Linked DNA regions of Zea mays: regions 2 and 3 are each linked to region 1. Evidence: chromatin contacts called from public ChIA-PET and Hi-C data. All regions are on one chromosome and are shown on one strand. Each heading gives the region's core, a stretch centred on a gene start, on an enhancer-like site or on the middle of the called end of the contact. The rest is flanking DNA. Distances are from core to core; before and after follow the strand shown. Region 1 holds the start of LOC100193653 (aspartate-glutamate racemase family). Region 2 holds the start of LOC103635266 (DUF1230 family protein). Region 3 holds the start of LOC103635268 (glucosamine inositolphosphorylceramide transferase 1).

What was found. Hi-C and Micro-C count contacts between places; a contact is called where the count stands out from the background. ChIA-PET counts read pairs in DNA pulled down with a chosen protein or histone mark.
Region 2: a contact with region 1 is called in a Hi-C map of leaf, with 5 times the contacts expected there. The contact joins the promoter of LOC103635266 here to the promoter of LOC100193653 in region 1. A contact is called at or near these places in 8 of 25 Hi-C or Micro-C datasets (bundle sheath, ear, endosperm and 3 more).
Region 3: an H3K4me3 ChIA-PET map of seedling shows a contact between it and region 1, with 9 times the contacts expected there. The contact joins the promoter of LOC103635268 here to the promoter of LOC100193653 in region 1. A contact is called at or near these places in 4 of 25 Hi-C or Micro-C datasets (ear, leaf and tassel) and 1 of 3 datasets of contacts at active chromatin or transcription factors (seedling).

Annotation. Positions count from the first base shown.
Region 1 is chr8:63,381,476-63,385,302 of Zm-B73-REFERENCE-NAM-5.0, forward strand. LOC100193653 (aspartate-glutamate racemase family) reads left to right here and starts at 2,153. Exons shown (of 3, transcript NM_001138747.1): 1 at 2,153-2,337; 2 at 2,451-3,138; 3 at 3,710-3,827. The coding sequence starts at 2,315.
Region 2 is chr8:63,537,839-63,541,832 of Zm-B73-REFERENCE-NAM-5.0, forward strand. LOC103635266 (DUF1230 family protein) reads left to right here and starts at 2,179. Exons shown (of 4, transcript XM_008657759.3): 1 at 2,179-3,195; 2 at 3,278-3,306. The coding sequence starts at 2,712.
Region 3 is chr8:63,562,334-63,566,548 of Zm-B73-REFERENCE-NAM-5.0, forward strand. LOC103635268 (glucosamine inositolphosphorylceramide transferase 1) reads left to right here and starts at 2,675. Exons shown (of 4, transcript XM_020542424.2): 1 at 2,675-3,266; 2 at 3,392-3,514. The coding sequence starts at 2,997.

The DNA.
Region 1 (3,827 bases), core at 903-3,402:
TTACAGAGATTTGCTAGACGTTTGGTGAGTCTTTGTGCGTCTTCATCAGGTTGTGAACGCAATTGGAGTACCTTTGAATTTGTAAGTTATTATGTGTGCCTCCTCAAGTCCTCATCCACCTACTTGGCTACTTTTGTATCTAATATTTCAGGATTAAATGACCAGGTGTTTTCTCTTTTCTTATTTTGTAGATCCATACAAAGAAAAGAAACCGATTGTTGCATAAGAGGTTGAATTCTATTGTCTTCATTTCCTACAACAGAAAGATGAAAGCTAGGTTCCAAAAACTACGCCAGAAGAAGGGGAAAAACTTTGATCCATTGGTTCATGAGGACTTCGACTGGGACAATGAGTGGGCTGATTCTTTGCATGTAGTCCCTGAAGGTGGGCGTGGGTGTGAGTGTGACCTTACATGGGACCTTGTGGATAATGCCATTGGAGCATCACAAGCACTTCGTGGCCGAAACTTACCAAGAAGGGCCCATAATGTGTATTCAAGAAGAAATTCTGTTGCTGCACAAAATATGTCAGAGGCTGAAGAGGAAGATGAAGATGAAGAAGATGTTCCACATGATGATGCAGAAATCACAGATTGTGAAGATGAATCTAATGGTGGCAATGATGGTGAAGAAGGGGAGGCACCCAATATCCCAGGAGAGTTTGATGATGATTTTTGAGCGACGGGAGAGTAGCTATTGCTAGATTGCATTAGCATATTTGCTGCATTACTAACTGCAGCTAGTTACTATTAATTATGTCATTACAAACTATCTATGTGGCTATTTCAGATTTGGTATTGTGCTGTTTTAAATTTTGTGACTTGCTATTGTTCCTTTAGAAACTACTTTGTGGCTATTTCAGATCCACTATTGTGCTATTGTGAATTTGTGATGATTTCTAGTTTATGAGCTGTAACTGTAACAGCTGTTTGGTACTTTGGTTGTTTGGTATTTTGTAAAAGGCTAACAGCTGTTTGTAACAGCTACTAAGGCGTCGCCTAGGCACCCGCCTAAGTCGCCTAGGCGGTCAGGCGGTGGCTGGGCGCCTAGTTCCGCCTAGCCGCCTTTTAAACCATGATTTACAGTTCACAAAGGCCACCTCTGTAATGTTTACCAAAAACAGCTAGACCTTGTTTCCCCCCAATAATTCTGATGTTTAAAAAAAAGATCCAGTGCCGAAGGCTTCTACATGAGTGGAGTCTAGAAAAGAGATAAATTGGCAAGCTTTCCTCTGTACGTGGAGATACTGTTTCGAACCTACGCCATGGTGACTCATTGAGGTTGAAAAGTTCTACTGTTTAGGCAGGTTTCAGTTTTACGTTGTGTCCAATAAAATTGTAGTATATTTTCTTACAAGGGTGGAAAGTTGTAATTTACTGACAAATTCTGAGTTAGTTATTATTCTTTTGTGTTTGGATTTTCATTTTGAGGTGATGGTATCTGGAGTTATGAAAGAAATTGTTCAGAACTGCCAGCTGATAAACATCAATCATACAGATTGAAACGAGCAAACGAGGACACATGCAGTGGTTACACCTTTTCCCAATTTACAAGGTGTTCCGTCATTTGCAGCAATATTGCTGACCTAGGCTCCTAGCATTTTGTGCTGTTGTACGCATATGCAGCTGCAAGTGGCCCCTGTTGCCCTGTCTCTTGCTCTCTATTGGTGTCTGGCAGGGGCAGATGATTACACCACATGTGGGGAGATGAGATGAGCCCCACTATCATGTGAGTATTGACCCTTGGAGTCGTCTATATCTTGTAGGCTTCCTTTCTTGCCTTTTTGCCGACGGAAAACTGGAGCGATGATTTTTTTTACTACCCTTTTTAACAGCTGAAAAGTCTGATGGTGAATCTTTAGAAGCCAGCAATGCCAGGGGAGATGGAAGTTGATGTTTGCTGTGTGCTGAAGAGATAACCTTCTTTGGTTGAGACGTGAGGCAGTTTCCAAGTAACCAGTCACAATCTTCCACGTCGCCTCCCTCTTGGTTAGAACCCTCCTTATAATACATAAAAACAGACACCTTCTTCATTCCAGTTCAATAATTGAGGTTCCACTCTGTCTGTTCCCTCCTTCCTGCTGTTACAATGATTGTTACTATTAGCCAGTCTGAGTAATACATGTGCATTTGGTATTGTCCTTGTTTACTAGTAGCTAATAGCTGTTAAGATCTAAAACCAGCCATCCGTCTTCTGGGAAGAAGAGGTATAGTCTCCCGATCCTAGTTCTGCCTCTCCAGTTGCATCCTTCGTCACTCACTCTCCCTACATCCTGTCACGAGACTGGTGTTCAGACCTGAGAGACCTTTACTCCCATGGTTCAGATGTCTTTGCAGAGGTCCGTTTCTGTATGCTACTTCTTGGAATCCAGCTTTGTGTTTACTGGTGCTTAGTGTCTGTGATCTAGAATGCCGCAGCTTTTACACAGTGATTCAAAACCTGTTCTTGCAGGAGCATAGCCGTATATCCTCGTTGCTCCTTATCTGATTCGTTCCATCGTGTGGGTGGTTCACGAAGAAGATGGGCCTCTTGTAGGTCCCAGTCATCACGTTTTGCTTATAATGCAAGACCATCCCCAATTGTTCTCAAGACCGACCATGCAATTGATCCCCCTGAACCAAAGGATTTGGATGCAAGTTCCTCAGCTTCAAGAAGTGGACCTTACATTGGGACTTGCCATCCATCAGGCGCAGTCGGAGTGATGGGTGCGTCTTCCTCTTCCTGCCTCAGATTTTTAGAGAAATTTGTGAGTTGGAGCACTGGAGGTGGAGAAGAGGCACCTCCGTTCATCATCTGCAATGACCCGCTTGTCAAGAAAGAGCTGTTGCCATCTGGAACCCAATCCACTTCTGGCTGCAGTGCCAGTATTGCTCTTGGGAAGTTAAGGCAGAAGAGGCTCTTCTTGGAGCAATCTGGAGCATGCTGTATTGTTATGCCATGCCAGTTCTTACATGCCTGGCATGATGAGATTTCGCAGGGTTGCTCGGTTCCGTTCATCCATGTTGGTGATTGCGTTGTGAAGGAACTCAAAGCTGCTAACTTGAAACCTGTTGAGTATGGAAGTAATGTCCGTGTGGGAGTTCTCTTCACTGACAATAAATTGGCTACAAACTGTTACCTAGACAAGTTGGAGAGCCAGGTAAACATCTTCTTTTTCATCAATTACCATATGCTTATTGATAATATGATATCTCCCTTTTTGAACGAAATGATAGCTCCACTTCAATGTAAGTAAAGAGGTGTTATGTTGGCTGTCGATATAAGTTAGGCTGATCCCTTTGTCTAAAAGAAAAACGTTATTTGTGCTATGTATTTTTTATTTATATATCTGGAAAAACAGACTAGCAGGATGTTGAATGACAATTACCACATCACTGCATATGTATTTTCTACAAATTAGACAGCTCAGCTCCTACGTCAGTGATGGGTGGTCAGATTTTTCCCAGTCACTTTTTATGATACCTCCCTTTGTCTGAAAGCTCAGTCCCAAAAAGATCGATAACAGCAGCTCTGCTGGACCACTGTAATTTGTAGGTTGTCCATTCCTGGTTTGCCAGTCCAATGATAAGTTGTTCAAAATGACATTTGTTTCGTTCTTGTGAGATGGCTTGGAAAAGTATTGGATTTGATATTTCCCTTGGGGAATAATATTCTTCAGCCATCCAATTTCATATGGTTTAAACTGTTCCTTTTTTAAATTTGCTGGTTAGGGTTTTGAGGTGCTATGTCCAGATAAGGCTTCCATGGAGCGTACAGTGTTACCATCAGTGGCTGCATTCGGGAAGGGGGACATGGAAGGTGCGAGAAACCTGTTGCGAGTGTCGCTGC
Region 2 (3,994 bases), core at 929-3,428, 160 kb after region 1:
CTTGGGGTGGTTTGGGTGGTGGATGTTTGGCTGATGCAGGTGCGGAGGTGGGAGTGGGGGTGGTACGATTTGTACCTCCTGGTGGTGTTGGTATGCGTGGTTAGGTGGATGCTGAGCGGGGCCGTGGTTGTATGGTTGTGGGAGATGTTGATATGTGTGCGCGACAACTCTTGGGTTGTCGGCTGGTTGCGCCCGAGACATCCTGTCCCTGGTGGCCTTCGTTTCCGGGCAGTCCCTCGTTGGGTGCGCGTAGTCTTCGCCGTGAAACAGACAGTAAAATCTGCGCGGCTGCTGCGCCCGTCCTCGGCCCCGACCACGAGTTCCGTTGCCGCGGCCCTGGGGGATAATCTTGGCGATGAGGGGCCTCACCAGCGGGGTGCTGGTTGGCGATGTTATGCACCTGCTGCTGACTGCGGCTGTCCCGACCGGAGTCTGATTGCGAAGGTCTTGTCCACGTTCGGCTGGACTGCGGAGGGTCCTTGGGTTTCCTCTGGGACTCGACCTTGCGCTGGTGGAGCTCTTCAGATCTGGCGTATTTTTCGAACAGCTGATAGAGCTCCTGGAGGTTCTTGGGTGGATCCCTGATGCAGTGGCTGTAAAGGACGCCAGCCCGAAGGCCACTGATGGCGTAGTGAATGGCAATTTGGTCATCAACCGAAGGCAGTCGTGACTTGAGAGTCAGAAACTTGCGGTAGTACTTCCGCAGAGTTTCTTTCTCCAGCTGCTTGCAGAGTGACAATTCGGCCAAGGCATCGGTGTCTGGGCGGTACCCTTGGAAGTTGAGCAGAAATTTGTCCCGGAGACTTCTCCAGGAGTTGATGGACAACGGGGGCAACCTGGTGTACCAGGTTAGAGCCGGGCCTTCGAGGGCGATGATGAATGACTTGGCCATTGTGGCATCGTCCCCTCCGGATGATGCAACGGCGACTTGATAGCTCATGATATACTGTGCTGGGTCGGTGATGCCATTGTACTTGGGGTAGGTCCCTGCCCTGAAGTTGGCGGGCCATGGTGACACTTGCAGGTGCGGCGCCAGAGGACTCCGCTCATCAAGGTAGTTGACGCCTTGGAATGCTGTGGCGTGCGGGATGACGGGTCCGCGCTGAAGAATGAATAGGTCTCTGATTGGCGCGCGCTGTTGGGGGGGGGGTGGGCCATGTTCAGATCATGTTGGCCTTCGCGTTGCATGAGCGCAATCTCTTGCTCAAGCTCCTGAGCCCTCTGCTCCTCGTCACATATCATCTGGCGCACTTTGGCCTGCGTAGAGACACGTTGGCGCTTGGCCTCGAGGATCTCTTTCTGCTTCTGAAGGTTACGGTTCTTGATGCGCAAAGCCCGCAGCTGCAGCTGTTCTTCTGCTGAAACCCTGATAACTTTGGCATCCTCTGTGGCGTCCTCGCCCTCTAGTGGAGCAAAGCCTAGGGGTGCTTGTGGTCATCCTCTGGAGCTGCAGGTGTGGGCGGTGCCTTCGGGAGTTGGCTGATCATTGCGCTGTCTCTTGCTGAGTGCGTCATCTTCGCAGGCTTCTTGGTGGGTGGTGTCTGCAAGGGCCTTGCCCTTTTTCTCGGCCAGCAGCGCTGCCTTCGCTGCTTCGTCAACGGATGGGGCTGCCTTCGAGCTAGCTCTCTTGGGTGCCATCGCGGGTGGTTTTTTCGTAGCACGAACGGTGGGCGCCAAATGTTGGAACTTGCTCTCCTGGGCAAGATGATCCAACGGGGGAGTAAGAGGAATGCAAACAAGGTTTTAGCTCGAGATGGCAATTGCTCTGTCAATCCAGCCTCTCAAGGGCACTGTACGGGGGTATTTATAGTTGCCTGAGTGCCTAACGTCTTGGAGTAAGGACGCATGTGCCCTCAGGCACCTAGGCTATCCCCGAAATATTCACATAAAGTGGGGTTACAGACTGTCATTACAGAAAAGCCATTACAAATTGGGCCCGTAACACACTTAGCTGCGCGGGGCCTGTTACAATGGGCCGAATTCCACGTGGGCCTCCGGGTTGGACGAGGACGGGGGACGGGGCGACCTCGTCGTAGGCCTTCGTCTTGCAGTGTAGTGGACGAAGGGTGGAACCCGCCGGTCGTTTCGCCTCCGTTGGTGCAGCGAGACTGGCGAAGACATCGAGCGAAGGGTAGCATCTTCGCCTTCGCCCCAACAGTTCTCCCGGCGCTATCCACCTCCAGCAACTTTCTCCTTCTCTCTTTCCGGTGGCGAAGCACCGCTCTCGCCCTAGTGGTCGCTTGAACTCAGCGGTGGTTGCGGCGTGCAAGTTGTATTGGCCCTCGACTCTTGCTGTCGGCCCGCCGCTGCTTCTTGTTTTTTTTTTCTATCCTTCGTTCCGTCTCTTTCCGTTGTTTCTTCGAGTACCGCTGTTGGTAACGCGTGACCAATTTGTGCTTGCAGAGTCTCGGTATATAGATCACGCACGAGTGAAAGCCCATAATAGGGCTCGACTTTAGATAGTCTGTTGAAGAAGATATGGATTGCAAACCGTGTCTATTTAGAATCTATTTTGGGTTTTAAGTTGGATTTGGATCCTCTGTTGGACTTAGTCTGAGATACAGTTTCCGTCCGTGGTCTGCGAGCGAGAGCAGGAGGCGGCCACGCAAGCTCCACGAAGGGAACGAAACCGACGCCGAGCCCGAGACGGCGAGCCGTTGCTTCGCGACACCTCGCTCGCTTCTCTTCCAGGCTTCCACCTCCACTTCCACATGGCCGCTCCCATCCACGCGCGTCTCCTCCCGCTCCCCTTGCACCCGAACCCAAGCCCCAGTCTCCACGCGAGCGGCACACGACGGGTGCCCTGGCCCCCGCGCCACCGCCGCCGCTGCTTCGCGACGCCGCCGTCGCGGAACGGGAGCTCCTCCTCGCCGGAGATCGACTGGTGCCCGGTGCCGCCGGACCAGCTCCCCGTGAACGAGTACGAGGCGCTTGCGGCCTCCCTGCCCTTCTCCTGGGCGGCGGGGGGCCTCCGCGTCTACTGCTCCCGCCTCGCGCTCACGGGCGCCGCCGTCGCGCTCTTCGTCGGGCTCCCGGTCGCCGCCTTCGGGGGCCGCGGCGGGGCCGGCGGCGACGCTCTGCACCTCGCGCTCGGTGCCACGGGGTCCGGGATCCTCGCCGTCACGCTCGCTGTCGTGCGGATGTACCTCGGGTGGGCCTACGTCGGCAACCGCCTGCTCAGCGCCACAGTGGAGTGTGAGGAATCCGAATTAATTCTGTTCTCCTTTCTGCTAGTCTGCATTGCGTTACTCTGAAGTCCGTATCGTATCTGATTCAGATGAGGAGACGGGATGGTATGATGGTCAGGTGAGATGTTTCTGTTGATCCCGTCCTTTCTTGTACTTGATCCTAATTTTCTAATAAATTTCTAGATTGAACTGTAGTACTTAGAGGTACTCCGTGTCACTCAGGTAGAACGGGGATCATTTCTAGAGGCTAGAGCTGACTTGCTGCTTGGTTAGGCCTTGAAATGTTTTGGTGATACAAACAATTGGACAAAAGGAATATGATCTAGAAAACTACGGGGAATCATCCAACCATTGATACACACTTAGTGCCACCAAAACAGATACTGAAAATGTGCCCCTATGGTCCTATGGGCCCCGTGTGCATCCATCGTTGGATACTTGGATGCATACGAGGAAGCATGTGAGCAGGAAAGAGAAATATTGAGGGCACCTCTCTCCGGCTGTACACGGATCCCATGGGGATATGTCCTTAGGGCAAAATTAACATTCACCCACTGAAAAAACTTCTGCGGCTGTTTTCTGTTGCTTTATCTTTATCAAGCCTGACATTATTGATATTCATGCCATAGAAAAACGTGAGGTGTTAATCTACCGCTGTTTCATATTATAGCAAGTGCTTCCTTGTAAATTAAGCATTGATGTAGAATTGCTGAGTTATTTTAGTCCTTGTAAGTTGTTGTAACATGCAGACAGCTGTCTCGAAAAGGAGGAGAAAAACATGTACACACATCCTTATGGTGCTTCTG
Region 3 (4,215 bases), core at 1,425-3,924, 180 kb after region 1:
ATTATTCTAACATTAATATACTAAGAATTAATTGTATATTACTAAATGAGACTTTTAATAGCATATTCATGGTTATTATGACATAGATAAATATCTTACTAATTCTAAGTAATTAAGTGCTATACTTATGAATACATTTATTATGAATAGTAAAATCTATATATTTTCATTCGATCGAAAATACGTAGATTAAATTCCTTTTTCAATTTCTTATATCACTAAAATTATACTTATATCAATACTAACCGATTATCGCTCCACCACTAAAGCGAAATTTAATTATAAACATTTTTAGTATGAAAATCACTGACGTAGTGAATAGTGACCGTGTTCATTTTTAGAATTATAAAATCATACGTATATTTAAATATTGTCGCGGGGTTCGATTTTGGTTGCACGTATACATCGGAATCTCTAAAATCATACATGAATCGCCAAGTCGCATAATATTACAACGATTATTCACAAATTCATATATTAATTCAACACATGATTTAGACAATAAATTAACGGGTTGGGGTTGTCTTCAACCTTGGGTTCGCTCATGCGCAGGGATGAACGTCGACGAGCGGGGTTCGACGGGCAGGGAACGGCGCGATCGTCGGTGAGTGTTCGGGCATATCTCCGGTGAGGTTCCACGGATGGTGAACGACGTGGACGAACTCCGGCGAGGCACGACGGCGAGCGGTGGTGCTGCTGCGCATGGGCAGGGGTTCTTGACGGGGTGCTGCGCGGGCTCTGGTGCGGTGGCGTTGACACTAGCGAGGTTCCGGCGAGGCAGTCCGGCGTGGTCCAAAGAGCAGGACGCGAATGTGAGGAGCGAGGGAGAACTTGGGGGAGGAAGGGAGGAGGCTTGGCTGGGGAGGGAGAGCTCCATGGCGTGGCTGGGTTTTTATAGAGAGCGGGAGGGAGAGAGAGACGCCGAGGGGAGGGGGTAACGGTGCCGGTCGGCTTCAAAGCCATTAATGGCGTTCAAGGAGCTTGAATGGAGGGAGAAACATACGAGTTGAATCTCCAATAACTCAAAGACGAACGGTCGGCGGGGTCGCTTGGACTTCGGACGCGGGCGGGACTCGGCGCAGGCGGCTGCTCATCGGGGTCTGGGTCGCGCACGGCTGCGCAGGTTCCATGGGCGCGACGTCGGCAGCGTCGGGGCAGGGCGCCGGTCGGTGTCCTGGCGGTCGGCTGCGCGGGGCACCGATGGCTTCGGTCCTGTGGCTGGGCGTGGGGCGCTGCTCCACGGGCGTGGGGCAGGGGCGCTCGGGTGCACGCGGGTGGCGCGGGGTGCCGAGGCCGGGTCCTGGGCGGCGCGCGCGGGCAAGCAGAGAAGAGAGGGAGGAAGAGAGAAGGTGGGGCCAGGGGGTGGCGGCGGCTGCCAGGGAGAGGAGGCTAGGGTTAGGGGCGACAACTCCTTCTAGTTGGGCCCCTAGTGGGCTGATTAGGATTAGGGTTTTGTTTTTTTTCTCTTTTTTTTCTTTTCTAATTTCGAAATACCTATTCAAATAATCATAAAATTCATAATAATCAAACCAAAATTATTTATAAATAAAATATTAATTCTTAGACTAATATTTATTATATTATTTATGTAAATTTAAATTTAAGAAGAAATGATATTTAATATTCAAAATTAATCATGAGCATAAAAAATCATTCTAAAGGCAAATAAATAACGAATACTTAAAAGAAAATTAATTATCATAAATATCATTATTAACTAAATGCACTATTTTTATTTAATGATTTTTATAGTGTTACAAAGGGTAAATTGATTGCTAAAGTGCGGAAGTTTTGATGACGGGAAAGCAGCCGAAGCATTTTGGGCATGTCCCGGAAGCTACAGAAAATCATGGCAACGACAACCAAAGATCGAAGTATTTAACCGGGTAAAATCTGGTCTGAAATTTGTGTGGTAGTAGAAATAGAGCGGTCACATCATTAGCACAAAACGGCCGTACTAGCGTCCGAACAAATGCTAGTGTCTGGACACAGTTCTTTCTCGTTCACCTTGCTCGATGCTCGCTCGCTGGCGACCTCACCACCGGCCGTCCATCCCCGCTGCTGTTTGCCGATCCTTTCCTAATCCCAGTCCGCCGGTGACCTAAACTTCCACTTTCGTTCCCGCCGTCGACAGTTGACACCGTGTACCGGTTGTCACTCTTTCCTCGCTCGCTGGCCGCGCCCTATCATCGAATTTGCCGCCGGACAAACTATCTCTACTGCCAGGTAGTCCACCGTCCTCGTAAAGGCGGCTGTTTTGACTCTAGAGAAACAAAAATAATGTAGAAACATTAAAAGTCGATACAAATTAAAACTAAGCGAATATGTTATCTAATTAAAGTTTAGTTTATATCACATCAGCCGTTGAAATAATTGAAATAGCGCAACGACGGAGCTCCCGCAGTCCCGCGGACGGGACGCGCGGAGGAGGCCGCGCTTGCTTGCGGGCGAGCCCGGAGTCCGGAGTCCGGAGGGACGGATGCCCACGTTATATCACTTTCTTGGACAAAAGTCATTATCAAACTCTGGGAAAAAAATCAAAGATGTTTGAAATAGCGAAGACAAATTCGGAAATCGAAGACCGTGCTGCATCCTGTCAAACATGCCGTCACCACCGAAAACCCCTCACTCCTTTGGTCGAAGCAGTAGCGCGGCATCCAAATGACCCCCTGCCGTCCGTCCGCTTTGGTCGTCAGCCGTCGCGCCTCACCTCCCCGGCAAAGCAGGTCGCCACTAGGACCGCGAGGAGGCTCTGGCTCGCTGCCCGATATATTGATTAATTAATCGCCCGTTAATTGCCCGCTAATCCTCTGCCGGCCGCTGCCGCCTCGCTTTTTCTCGCTTAAATAATTGCCTAGTCAAGCTGATCCAGCTCGGCGGGCTGCGGGCGGACTTGGGGAGACAGACAAACATACAGAGAGAGAGAGAGGGGCAGAGGCAGCCCGGGATCCGATCGGGCGGTCGATGCTACGGCCGGTGGCGGGCGTCGTCGGGGCATGGCTAGCCAGGCTGCGCGGCGAGGAGGCGCGATGAGACCACCGAGCAGCGGCGTGCGCACGGCGGCCGCGCGGCCGCCGGCCGCCTCGTTCCTGCTGGCCACGGCGGCCACGGCGGCGCTCGTCGGAGGGTTCTACTTCTGGTTGGTGGTCTCGTCGTTCCGGCTCCCCGACTCGGGCGCCGTCGGGTGCCGCCCCGACGGCGAGGGGTCGTGGGCGGTCGGCATGTTCTACGGCAGCAGCCCCCTCGCGCTCCGTCCCATCGAGCTGGTGAGGCGGCGTGCGGCGCTCACCGCTCAGCTTAAAAACAGCTCCTTTCGTGCGTCGTTGTGGTGTGTGAGTAGGTTGACGCCTCGAGTGCTTACTCTTGTCTGGGGTGTAATTTTGGTGGCCAGGAAGGGAGGAGCAATGGCAACAGCTCGGCGTGGCCGGTGGCGAACCCCGTCCTGACCTGCGGGACTGCGACGGAGGCGGGGTACCCGAGCAACTTTGTCGCCGACCCGTTCCTCTACGTCGAGGTGAGGCAGAGGCACTGCTGCTGCTTGTTCTGCCGCTCCTCCCCGGGGTGGAACTCTGCTTCGCGTAGATGTAGGGATGGTTTGCAAATTGCCTAAGCTATGGGAGCAAATCAGTGAGAAAAATAATAAATTCAGGCTCGCTTACTGAATTGGTGATGTCGCTGTATTCGACAATTCAGCACCCACGCAGGGCTTGAGGGTTTAGTGTTTGGTTTTTGGATACTTAAGAGGACACAGATTAGTCAGGCACATAACAGATAATGCTGTTTGGCTGATTGCCTGAATACCATTGACAGTGTCTTACTAGCGTGTGAAAAAAAATTTGTAACTGCCTTGTCTCAGTTGAGGCATACAAAGTTAGGCCCACCATGTAGTGGCTGCTACTCTATGATGTGCAGTATACTACTAGTATGTAAGCATGGTTTGGGATGAACTAATATCCTATGATAAGATAGTACCCAGGGAGTTTTAGTTCATGAAAGGATTCAGATCTAGTTGAGATAGACACCGAAATGTGCTTTGCTTAGGTACATAGGAAGCTTGAAACCATTAATCTAGAAGTTGATCTGTAAACAGGTACCACTTCCACTATCTACTTGTCAATAACATCTTTCCTTGGTAGAATATGTATAACCACGCAGGAGGAGAAAGTTTCTACAAATGCTATTTATCAGACTAAATGCATTCTTGATAATTATTTG